2 separate regions of the Mus musculus genome follow, and region 1 is linked to region 2. The links are chromatin contacts, called in public Micro-C maps. All regions are on one chromosome and are shown on one strand. Each heading gives the region's core, a stretch centred on a gene start, on an enhancer-like site or on the middle of the called end of the contact. The rest is flanking DNA. Distances are from core to core; before and after follow the strand shown.

Evidence for each region. A called contact is a pair of places that touch in the nucleus more often than the background predicts.
Region 1: a Micro-C map of the G1E-ER4 cell line shows a contact between it and region 2, with 2.3 times the contacts expected there. The contact joins two enhancer-like sites. A contact is called at or near these places in 1 of 39 promoter capture datasets (the C10 cell line), 6 of 484 Hi-C or Micro-C datasets (the AML12 cell line, the C2C12 cell line, the G1E-ER4 cell line and 2 more), 5 of 115 datasets of contacts at active chromatin or transcription factors (double positive thymocytes, embryonic stem cells and oligodendrocyte precursor cells) and 4 of 9 other capture datasets (adipose tissue, embryonic stem cells, liver and 1 more).

What each region holds. Positions count from the first base shown.
Region 1 is chr2:156,927,215-156,932,645 of GRCm38.p6, forward strand. It overlaps Ndrg3 (N-myc downstream regulated gene 3), which reads right to left. Exons shown (of 16, transcript NM_013865.2): 14 at 4,216-4,251; 15 at 4,002-4,053; 16 at 128-1,667. The coding sequence ends at 1,486. Among named protein-coding and RNA genes, the nearest start is that of Sla2, 43 kb to the left of the region's middle. Within about 2 kb of position 2,562, at least 25 of the 459 cell types and tissues checked have an H3K27ac peak or open chromatin away from gene starts, as enhancers often do. A contact at or near this core is called in the G1E-ER4 cell line, where this site is marked.
Region 2 is chr2:157,023,794-157,029,611 of GRCm38.p6, forward strand. It overlaps Soga1 (suppressor of glucose, autophagy associated 1), which reads right to left. Exons shown (of 15, transcript NM_001164663.1): 10 at 5,687-5,818; 11 at 3,594-3,845; 12 at 4-75. Among named protein-coding and RNA genes, the nearest start is that of Dsn1, 20 kb to the left of the region's middle. Within about 2 kb of position 3,733, at least 36 of the 459 cell types and tissues checked have an H3K27ac peak or open chromatin away from gene starts, as enhancers often do. A contact at or near this core is called in the G1E-ER4 cell line, where this site is marked.

The DNA.
Region 1 (5,431 bases), core at 1,312-3,811, 98 kb before region 2:
CCTCTTCTAAGAGCCACTGAACAGGATAAGTAATCACAGGTAAGAAAAGGCACAGCCTAGAACCAGTGAAAGAAACCCACCCACCCAAGCCTTGGAGAGTCGCTTTGGAGAAATAACACCAGCAGCCGGGTAACAATGAGACATATACAGCTTTATTTAATCTGTAAAAAGTCACACTCTGGCAGAGTGACGCCTTTCTTATCTTAGCAGAAAGCAAGGAGTGTGTGAAAAACCTTTTCTTCAGATTTGGAACCATAGGACCCTGGCTGGGCTCACATCTGGATACTTCCAGAGTCCTTGTGTGTGGCAGCTTCCTCCCAGAGGGTCTCCCTGGCTGGTATGACCCCTCATCAACATCAGACAGGGGGGCAAAAATATTTCTACCTGGACAGGGCTGCCCTGAGTTTGTCCCCTTCCCTCTGATAAAGGGACATTACATGCTTAAGACCTTCCTAGAAAGTCACCTTCAAGGTGTCTTGGCTTCCATTTTGTCATCTGACATCATGATGGTGTGCTAATGGTCCTTCCTCTTCCCCAGTAAGATCCCCACCATCGATGGCATTTTTAAATATCACTCCATTTTTTCTGGAACTGAGGGATGGAGAACCGCTCTGCATCAGACATCCTGCAGATGCGTGGGTGTCTGGTAAGTGGAATCAGACGCTACAGGGACAGAGCACTTTCTCTCTGCAGAGTGAAGCCTGGCGCTCTGTTTTCCAGCTTTCTTGGCTAATCTAGAGCTTAGGCCAGTTCTCTGGAGAAAACACTGTGGTGTACCAGACATCATTCACAGGCTTCAGATCTATCCCTCTGACTCACACAATGGCAGGGATGGATCCACGTGGACAGGGGAGGTGACTGCCACCCTGCCTGCCTATCTGTGTAATAGTTATCCCTTCTACTGGTCAAGGCAGTCAATGGCCCACACAGTAACTACAGTTTTGCATATTCCTCAGACCTGCTCTCTCCTGAAATCACTCTGCAAATACTGTTTGTTGTCCAAGTGGAACCAAAATCCAATCTTGTGGCCCAACCCACCCAGATATCCACTCTGCATATTTCCCTTAAAAAAATGCCACTGAGGATTCAAAAAAAGTCCCTTTGCAGAAGCACTACAAGAAAGCATGTCTAAAGTCACAGAAGTATGCACACACAGACACAGACACGCGTGCTCGCACACACATGGAGTTGGGAATTAAAGAATCTCATCAGATACATATTTGAGGGAGCATAGGGAAAGGCTGGCAAGAGAAGATATGGAGGTCAGGTCAGATGGAGATGTTGGAATGTTACAGTAATGGCATGGGTGTGGCTCTGGTACACACAGAAAGGGTGGAGAGAATGACACTCTCGGCTACTAGAGAGAGATGCTGTGGCCATGCGTGAGTGAAAGGAAGTGGGGGCCAGCTGACGGAATGAAATGTTCTATTACGGAGTGGTCATTTCAAGGAGAGGGACTTGCATGGTCCAGGGGAGGAGATCTGCTTAGCAAGACACTTCCATGGTCTGGTGTCTGTCCAGGACATCAGGGGACTCACAGGATTCTTGAGTTCCATCTGACTGATTGCTGGTCACAGACCTGCTAAAGGGACTTTCTCCAGAGCCAATGCTACTTGAGGTGGAGTGGGTTCGTGATCGGGCGAGCCGGGTCATGCTGGCAGATGGTACTGTAACAAAGAACCAAGAGGTCAGGAGGAGGAGCCTGGTGGAGCTCAGATACTCTACAAGGTTCAGCAAAGATGTTCCCTTTCCCAGCCCCCCTAAGATGGTGCCCAGGGTGACATAAGGTCCCCCCACTCTGCACTCTCTGCTGCAGCTGAGTGACTGTATGTAAGGCTGCCTTGACCCTCTGCATCTGTATTCTCCTCAGAGTCTCCTTTAGAGTGGGATGGGAAACCCTACAGAGTAGAGCCTCTTAGCTGTGCCCACGCCATTCATACAGTGATTAGGAGGTGGCTTTGGGAACAGACACTGGTCACCAAAACCTGCAGTGCATGCAAGACTAAACCAAAGAAAGAACAACAAACCACACAAGTAGGAAGGTATTTCACAAACACAGTGCAAGCCCGATACAACAAGACTACCATCCGTGTCCACAGGCTACTGTTGCCCTCTGGGTGGGAGACACGGATGGGGAGAGGGGAGAGAAGGTGTTTTGGAGCTGATCTCTACACAGGGATGAGGTAGAGGTGGTTGGGTTCAGGGACTGAGAGGGGAGGGACTCTAGGGATGTTTAATTTAGACTCCTTTTTTGCTACTGTTACTACTTTGACCGTAAGATCCTTTCAGTATTAGCACGGCCTGCACAGGGCCTTACTGGAAATGACTCACTATCTATTATTCTAGATCATCAGTCATTTCCCTGTTGTCTGTTCGTTACTGGGATCAAAGGATACCATTATCTGCTCACAGATGCTAGTCTTCCTCGTCAAGGATTAGCAAACAGGTGGTTGTGGTGGCAGTGAGAGAGGGGCCCTCCCTGCTGAGCTTTTGCTGGGGCTGTCACCCTGGCTGAGGGGGAGAGGCTGCCTGGGCAGTTCTATGGAATCCTCTTTTCTTCCAGGGAGTAGGCCTGCTCTGTCGGGTTAACTCAGAACACACTGAGCCCTGTTCTATCGGGCTCTCACTGTACAGGGAAACCGCGGACATGCGGCAGGCAGCCAATGCAGCAGGAAGAGCAGAGTTGGGAGGCGGGCAGGGCCAGCACAAGAAGGTACCTGACTCGCTGCTGAGGTGACTGAGCTGCACATACGGGACTGGAAGCAGGATGGACACAGGAAAAGGCAGGTTAGTGACCCACAAGGACTAAGTGACAACCTTGGCTGCCTAGATGATGCTAACAGGATATTTGGCCAGGAATGAACGTTTCTGTCAAGGTCCCAGAGAAGAGTCTGATGTAAGCACTTTAATGCCACGACTCTCAACAGACCAGGGAACCTATTCCACCCTCATCCTATACAGTCACCCTACCCTGGACTAGGACCCAGCTGCATCGTCAGTATTTTTGGGAAAGGATGAGAACAGGCAAGGAGGGGACTCTTCCTCCTGATGAGCCAGAGGGCTGTGTGTGGGCTCGGTTGGTAGCAGCTCACAGACGGGGACAACATAGCCACTCTAGACAAGACACACATGATCTTCCTGTCAACTACAGTTCTGAACCCAGGGCCCAACTTCTGAGGCAGCTCTCAATGGTCACCATCCAATGGACAAAGATGGAAATACTGTCTGCTAGGTAGAGTTCTGTACTGGGGTTAAAACCCTTGAGAAGTATAAATTTCTGTGACAAATGAGAAAGCTCAGGGGTCTGAGAGGTTAGAACCCAACACGGCAGCACATGACATACACACATGTGTGGACATACACTGCCAGCTCATCTCTTGGCAGAACAGATTTTACTAATGACACTCTTCTTTCTTCTTGGAGTTTCTACTTTGTTTCTGTGGGCACGAAGTACATCTGCTGGGTTCAGATGTACCGCATGCTCTGACTCACGGCTAAGGCAGTCAAAGCCTCAGTGGTTAAGATGTGAGCCTGGAGTCAAGACGTTGAAGGGTCAGCCATGGCTATGCTGTTTACTGGCTGCCCTAGGAGGCATGCTCAACATTCTTGAGCCTCAGCGTGCTCAGTGCCACTTCTTAAAGACAAGTATGGTAGCACATACCTTTAATCCCAGCACTTGGGAAGCAGAGGCAGCTGGATCACTGAGTTCGAGGCCAGCCTGGTCTACAGAGTCAGAGTTCCAGGTCAGCTAGGGCTACACAGATACCCAGTCTCAAGGAACAAAAGAAAAGAAACCAACAAAATCAGTTTTAGTCTGAGGACATTTAGCTGTCAGCCTAACTTAAACACATGCACAGATGGACGACCGCTCTGTATTCTGTTGTTCTCTACCTGAAGGCTGACAAGCACACGGGGCATGTCCTCACAACTGTGGCCTCCTAGATGTAAACTTACCCTAGTACCTATACATTTATAATAAATAGAAAACGTATACTACTCACTGTAGCCCATTCCCTGCAAAAAGTACTTGAAGGCCTCGGTGAGCTTCCCAGGCTACAGGGACAAACAAAGACGGCATTAATTTCTGCATAGGTAGCGAGGTAGCAGTGTGTGTGTGTGTGTGTGTGTCTGTGTGTCTGTGTGTGTGTGTGTGTCTGTGTGTGTGTGTCTGTGTGTGTGTAACTGTGTAACTATTATGAACACTTCCTTACTTACCTGAACTACTTGGGGCAGTCCTCCACAGTCTGCCATCTAGAAGAGGAAGAACACCTAAGTCAGTGGACCTCCGCTGAGGGGAGTGCCCTCACCATCCCAAGCCCAAAGGGCAGGGCTTAATGGTAGGCTCCTTGATGCTTAACTGCATCATCTTTGGATCACTTCAGTGTGCTCTATGCCTTGACATTGGCAATACCTGAGAGGGACACTCAGGCTGCCCATCCACAGGATGCTAAGGCCTGGCTTTCAGGCCTCTCTTTGGGCTGACAGTGTTGCCAGCTACACCATTCACCCTGGCCTTGCTTGTACCCAAAGAAACTAATCGCTCAGTCCTTCACTTTAGCCTGAGTACCTGGACACAGGTTTGTGTCACCATGTCTGCTTTCTAGTCCCCTTCATCTCTTTATTGTCCTTACTCTATGACAAAGGGTATGATGTCATCAGGAGAGGAGAACTGTCCGGCCCCTCCCCACCTTCCCCAGCTGGATCTTCGGTGCTGCTCTTCACCTTTGAAGGGTTTTCATCGGGCTAGTGTGTACTGGAATCGCCTGTTAAATCCTGACTCTTGGATTCTATCTCGAGGGTTCTGACTGAATAGGTGTGCAATGAGGCCAGAGAACTAGCATTTCTAACTCGGTGACAGAGGTGTAGCATCTGCCAGTCTGTACTTAGCACTGTTTGCAGTGCGTTTTGGCCAGACAGAAACCAACATCCTCTTTTCAGATGATATGACCTGACCTCAGAGAGGGGCTATTCCGCTGACTTGCCTCAATTTAAAGGAATATGAAAGGACTGGAGAGATGGCTCAGTAATTAGAGCATGTTTTGTTCTTCTAGAAGACCAGGGTTTGATCCCCAGCACCCATATGGCAGTTCTAAAGGATTTGCCACCTTTTTTTGACCTTCTTGGACACCACCAGTCCAGTCAAGCACATGATGCACACACACACACACACACACACACACACACACACACACACACACACACACTCAAACATACACTTGCAGGCAAAATAGTCATATAGATATATAATGTATATATATATATATATATATGTATATATATATATATATATATATACACATACACACACACATACATTATATAGTATATAACACACACACACACACATATATTCATTGATGGAATTAAAACCCTTTAAATGGGAGCCATTATTTAAGACAGAAGGATGTCACAAAAGGCATTAGAATTTGAG
Region 2 (5,818 bases), core at 2,483-4,982:
CACCTCTTTCCAGCTGTTGTCTTGCTTCTCCATGTCTGAGTGCTTCAGGACCCAGGGCTCGGCAGCCTTCTGCAACTGAGAAAGAGAAAAGTGTGTATGCTGGCGGGCAGGGTTACTCTGAGCAGGGCCACTCCCCAGTCTCAATTCTATAAGCCACATGACCCACCCACAACATATGTCCGGCATTGGCTTCTCAATAGATAGTACCTCTGAGCCCCGCACAAGGTGGATTTGGAAACCAGTAATACAAACAGCTACTGGCAGGCATCTTGCTGACCTGGCTGATAGAGTTAACAGGAGCTGTTGCTACATTACTCTGCACGGCAGTTCACAGAACAGCTAGGGCGGCAGACAAGCAGTAGCTATTTCACTCGGGGACCATGCTGCGAACCTGCTGAGTCCTGAGGTGTTCCCTGGAGTACCACAATTCCAGGGGGCCCATTTGCATGTGCTCATCAGCTCAATTAGTCCTCATAGCAGACATAGGAGCCAGTACAACTGAGATTATTTCCAAGTAGCAGGTGAGAGGATAAAGTCAACAGAAGGAGGGCCCAGATGTGGAGCAGTTCAGACAGCAGCTGAGATGACGGGCGCCGCATCACCACTTCGCTCCCACAGGGGACGACTCGCCCTAGTTCCCCACCCCCCGCCCCCCCAGCTTCCCCAGTGTTAGTAAGGCTCCCCCCACCCCAAACCCTTTCAGTTCTGAAAAAGCAAGTAGGCTTTGCCTTCCATTTCCCAGAGGTGCAATGAAGTCCTAAGCAACACCAGGACAGGCTGGCTACCTGTTTGCACCTGAACCCCCATCTCAAGCTCTGCTTACTTGGAACCCAATGTAAGACAAACAGAATGGGGGTGGGAGGGCAGCAACAAAAGTCATCTCAGCATGAATGAACAGCAATCACAGATGAAGATGTAAGCCAAGGCCCAGTGGGGGGAGGGGGGGGACCTAGGAGCAACGCACCATTCTTGTGGCTAGCTCTTTTATTCCCTTGGCTGTCCTGAGAGATAAGAAGATTGAACAGCCATCCTCCTTGTGTAGAGGAAGCCCAGAGATCAGAGGGGATTTGATTAGCGCTAGGAGCCCCTTTGTGGTAGTTTGAATAAAAATGAGACCCATAGGGGCTGGCGAGATGGCTCAGTGGTTAAGAGCACGGACTGCTCTTCCAAAAGTCCCGAGTTCAAATCCCAGCAACCACATGGTAGCTCACAACCATCCATAATGAAATCTGATGCCCTCTTCTGGAGTGTCTGAAGACAGCTACAGTGTACTTATACTTACATATAATAAATTAAAAAAAAAAAAAGAAAGACAAATATTTAAAAAAAAAAAAATGAGACCCATAGGCTTATAGGGAGTGGCACTATTAGGAGGCGTGGCCTCATTGGAGGAAGTGTGTCACTGGGGGGCGGGGCATTTGAACTTTCAAATGCTCAAGCCAGGCCCATTGTCACTCTCTCTTCGTGCTGCCTTTGGATCTGGATGTAGAACTCTCAGCCACCTCACCAGCACCAAGTCTGCCTGCAGGCCACCAAGCTGCTCAACATGACGAAAAGGGAGGAAACCTCTGGAACAGCCAACCAGCCCCGATTAAATGTTTCCTTTTAAGAGCTGCGATGGTCAAGGTGACTCTTCGTGGGGAAGAACACTGACTAAAGATACTCTTCCTATCTGTTGCTCTGCTGGTTGCTTGACCAAGCTGGTTTCATCTAGAGCACAGCTTATACAGATGTTGGGGCTGACCTCTGTCATCCTAGCTCAGGAGAACTGAGCATGCCAGGCTAGTCTGGGCCAAATATTGAGATATGTAGTCTCAAAACAAACAAACAAAGAAAGAAAGGACAGGGGGAAGGGAAAAAGGAGGAAGAAAATAAGAAATACAGGATGCAGCTTGGGCTTGAATGCAGGGAAACAAATCAGCATCAAAAGGTTGCAGGAGCCGAGCTAGGAAGTCAGCAAATTCCATAGGTGGGCGCTGCTGGGAAATTAAGCACAAGAGCGAGCACCCACGAGCTGGCAGGTCCCAGCGGTGTGCTCACACCTCATTCAGCAGGGCATTGATTTGGTTAATGATTTCCAAATCATTAAAAAATGATATTAAAAGTTGGGCAGTGGTGGTGCATGCCTACAATCCCAGCATTTGGGAGGCAGAGGCAGGAGGATCTCTGTGAGTTTGAAGTCAGCCCGGTCTACACACAGCAAATTCCAGGACACTTAGAGCTACACAGAGAAACCTTGTCTCAAAAAAAAAAAAACCAAAAAAAAAAAAAAAAGAATCTATCAGATGTTAGGGCTACAGAGATGGCTCAGCAGTTAAAAGCACTTGTTTCCAGAGGACTCAGGCTCAGTTCCCAGGACCCACACGGCAGCTCACAACCATCTATAACTGAGAAATCTGACACTAGCCAGAGAATATGAACAGGAATATGGTGTGTGTACATGTAAGTAAGCAAGCAAAACACGCATCTACATAAAAACAAGTAAATCTTTAAAAAAAAAAAATCCAACAGATGTGAGGAGCTGGCATGTTTCTGTCCTGTCATTAACAGGACATTTTGGCTCGTTCTTCTCTTCTGGGAAGTGGCCTTACAGGACTGAGAGGGTTTAAAATGGCGGGCTGACAAGACAAAGATGGTGGCTCTCAGGGGGATTAGGTGAGTCCAAAGACTGGAGAGTCATAAGAACTGGCAAGAAAGAAGCAAAGCGAGTCTGCGCACTGCACACAGACAGACAGACAGACACGAGAACAGTGGGGAAAGCCCCCTGAAGTTCTCTTTCTCTCACTCTCTATCCATGTGAGAGCCTGTGACTACAGCATTGTAAATACTGTTCACATATACACCTGTGCACAGGACAGTAGAGGGCTGCTTTCTGCTGGTGTGTTTGTTTGGTTTGGTTTTTTGAGACAAGGTTTCATGTAAACCAGGCTGGCTTCAAACTCACTAAGTAGCTGAGGGTGATGACCTTGAACCTCTAACCTTTCTGCCTTTACCTACCAAAAACTGACAGCCATGAGCTGCCACACATTGTTCCTGTGGTGCTGGGAATCCAGCCCAGGGCTTCATGCGTGCTAGGGCAGTGCTGTACCAACTGAGTGACGTCACCTGCTCCAAATCAAACATGGAGCCTGGACTCTGTCCACGCGGAATGAGTGGGAGTCAAACAGCAGTTAAACCGAGCAAGGCTCTCCTCGGAAGACAATGACTCAATTAGTGAAAACCAAACCAGACAGAGATCTCTCCACAGATGTATACCTGCAGAGCAAAGGGAGGGAGCCGGACGGAATAAGGATTTTGTAATACTTAGGTCTTGGTTTCCCATTCTGGTCTGAGGACTCTCGCTTTCCTATGGAAACCACTCTTGGCTCTTCCCTTTTGGGTCCTGGGTCTCGACAGGCCCCACCAATGGGCACAAGATCGACACCTGCTCAGTGAGAACTCGTGAGACAAGATCACTTCCTTATTGCAACTGCTAAGATGTAAGATGCGATCACCGAGGCTGCCATGTGGTGTGCTGGGAAGGGAAGGGCCCGACTCTGGCGGCTTCCCCTGTGCCCTGGGCTCCAGCTATCACTGCACCAGAGCCTCCTCACCTGACTGAGGCGGTTCTGCAGCTCCTTCACCTGCTGCTCCACCTGCTGCTTTTCTCCCTGCAGCCGCTCCACCAGCTGCAGCTTCTCCTGGCTCCAGTGGCGCTCGCTCAGCTGCAGCTGCCTCGTCAGCTCCATGACGGCGCTGTAGGACTCTGCCAGGAGGTGTTGCTGCTCCTCCCGCTCTCTCTGCAGTGCAGCCTTCCAGTCAGGCCCGGGCCTCTCACTGGCACCCTTCCCAGCCTTCAGCTCCATCTGCAGGAAGAAGCACCAGCTAGCTGGATAGTGGCAGGGGACACTGGCTCCAAACCCATACTGGGGAGGTCTTCAGGGACTCTCTGTGCTATGGACCCCTTTCTACATACAAGACTGACCCCGAACCCAATGTTCTCTTCCTAAGCCTCTGTAAGCAAAGCACCACTTCCTGTCCCTCACCGTGGCTCCAAGGGGCTAGATAAGCATTCCACATCCTGCTACAAAAGGGAGAGCCCCGGCTACTGATAACCAAACATTTATCAGTTCTTACCAGGAGCACCAGCTTCCACGGGTGGAAGACATTCTTTATTCCCCACTGCTACCCCTTGAAAGCTGGGCCTCACCTTGTCCCAGAGGCCCTGCACAGGGAGATGTACACACAGTCACATAATACGCTGGCGCAGGAATGGTCCAGCATATTTTTCTCAGCCTCGACCTCATCATGGGGAGGCAGGAAAGAAACATACAGCCTCAAGACTCACTGCCCATGGATCTAGAACGCTGATCCTTATGAGGCTGGTCCGAGAGCCAGAGCTCCTGGGACGGCTGGGCCTGGGGAGCAGTGAGGGGCAGCGGGGAACGCTGGAAGAAGATGGATACCCACAGGGTGAGGAAGAGCGCAGGGCTCAGGGAAACTCAAGGAGTCTCCACACACCAGGCGAGGGTGGAAATGCACCCATGGGAACAAGAAGGTCAGAAGCCTGGGGGGCAAGAGCAAGCCTGCTACTTAATACCTAGGAGAGAAACCTAACTCCTCTGGGCCTGCTTGGCCATCTGGCCAGCAGAGACCTTCAGCATGCCTGTCTCCCATGGCCACAGATGGCAAGGAAGGCACCCGGAAGCCAAGATGTGCTGGAGGCGGCCAGGGGCCCAGTCCAGAGAAGCAGAGACAGCATTTCTACCTTCCTATTTGTCAGATCAGAGTGGGGAAACAACTTGCCCCCAGGCACACAGCAGATGCCAGCCCCCTGGGGATGCTGGTGAGAGCGCTGTTAGTCAGGCTGGGTGGCTGTGAGGGGAGACCCAATTTGAGTATGAGGAACACATTAGAGCCAGGTAGCAGGGGCTGGGAGTCCTTAGGAAGAAAGAAGAAAACAAATGAGGGTGGCAGCCAGCAGAGCCCAGACAGGAGTGTGCAGCCTGTTACCAAGTACAGGTGTGAGGGCAGAGGACGCCCTCGTGAGTCAGGTCCTGAGCTTATGTGTACTCTTGAAATGGGTACAGTCACGTCACAGATACCTGGCGACCGTGGGACCCAGGGAGACATGGCAAAGCCATTTGTCCCACCAGGGTGAGACTCAGAGGGAAACGGCAAAGCCTTCCTCTGTGTGTGGGCGATGTTATTAGTGTATGAAGATGTCCGCCACAGCAGCCCCCTCCAACATTCGCAGCCTGGAGACAGCTCCCCTACAGAGCGCTCCTGCTCAGATTTGCTGAGCTTGTCCCCTGATACTGTGGTACACCATAATCCCCACCACCCGGGTTATCTGCATTAATGACCACCAACTTCATGGTAAATAGGCTGAGTTTCCAGAGCTCCATAGAGAGTCCAGATCGCCTGATCCCAGCTATCTGTGTATCCTTGTGTCTGTCTGTCTTTTCTTCACCCTCTCAACACCCTAGTCCGGTCTATTAGGAGCCATGCAGGATATGACGCGCAGGCTGGCGTGGAAGCGTTCTGTGAGTCCACAGTGCAGCCTACATTCCTGTCAATCTCTCTGGGGCACACGGTGAGGTGCAGGGGACCCTGTGCATCCTTAGCATCCTCCTCCGAGACCTGCCTGTCTAGAGCTGGGCCGGGAAAAAGGAAGGGACCGTCCCTAACAAGCAGGGAGGCTTACCTGCGAGGCGTGGCCCTTGAGCTCTGCACGCTCTGTCTCCCAGGTGGCCTTGGCCTTTGCGAACTGCTGCTGAAGTTCAGTCAGACCCCGACGCTCGTCCTGGAGCAGCCAGCACAGCTCCTTCAGGGTGAC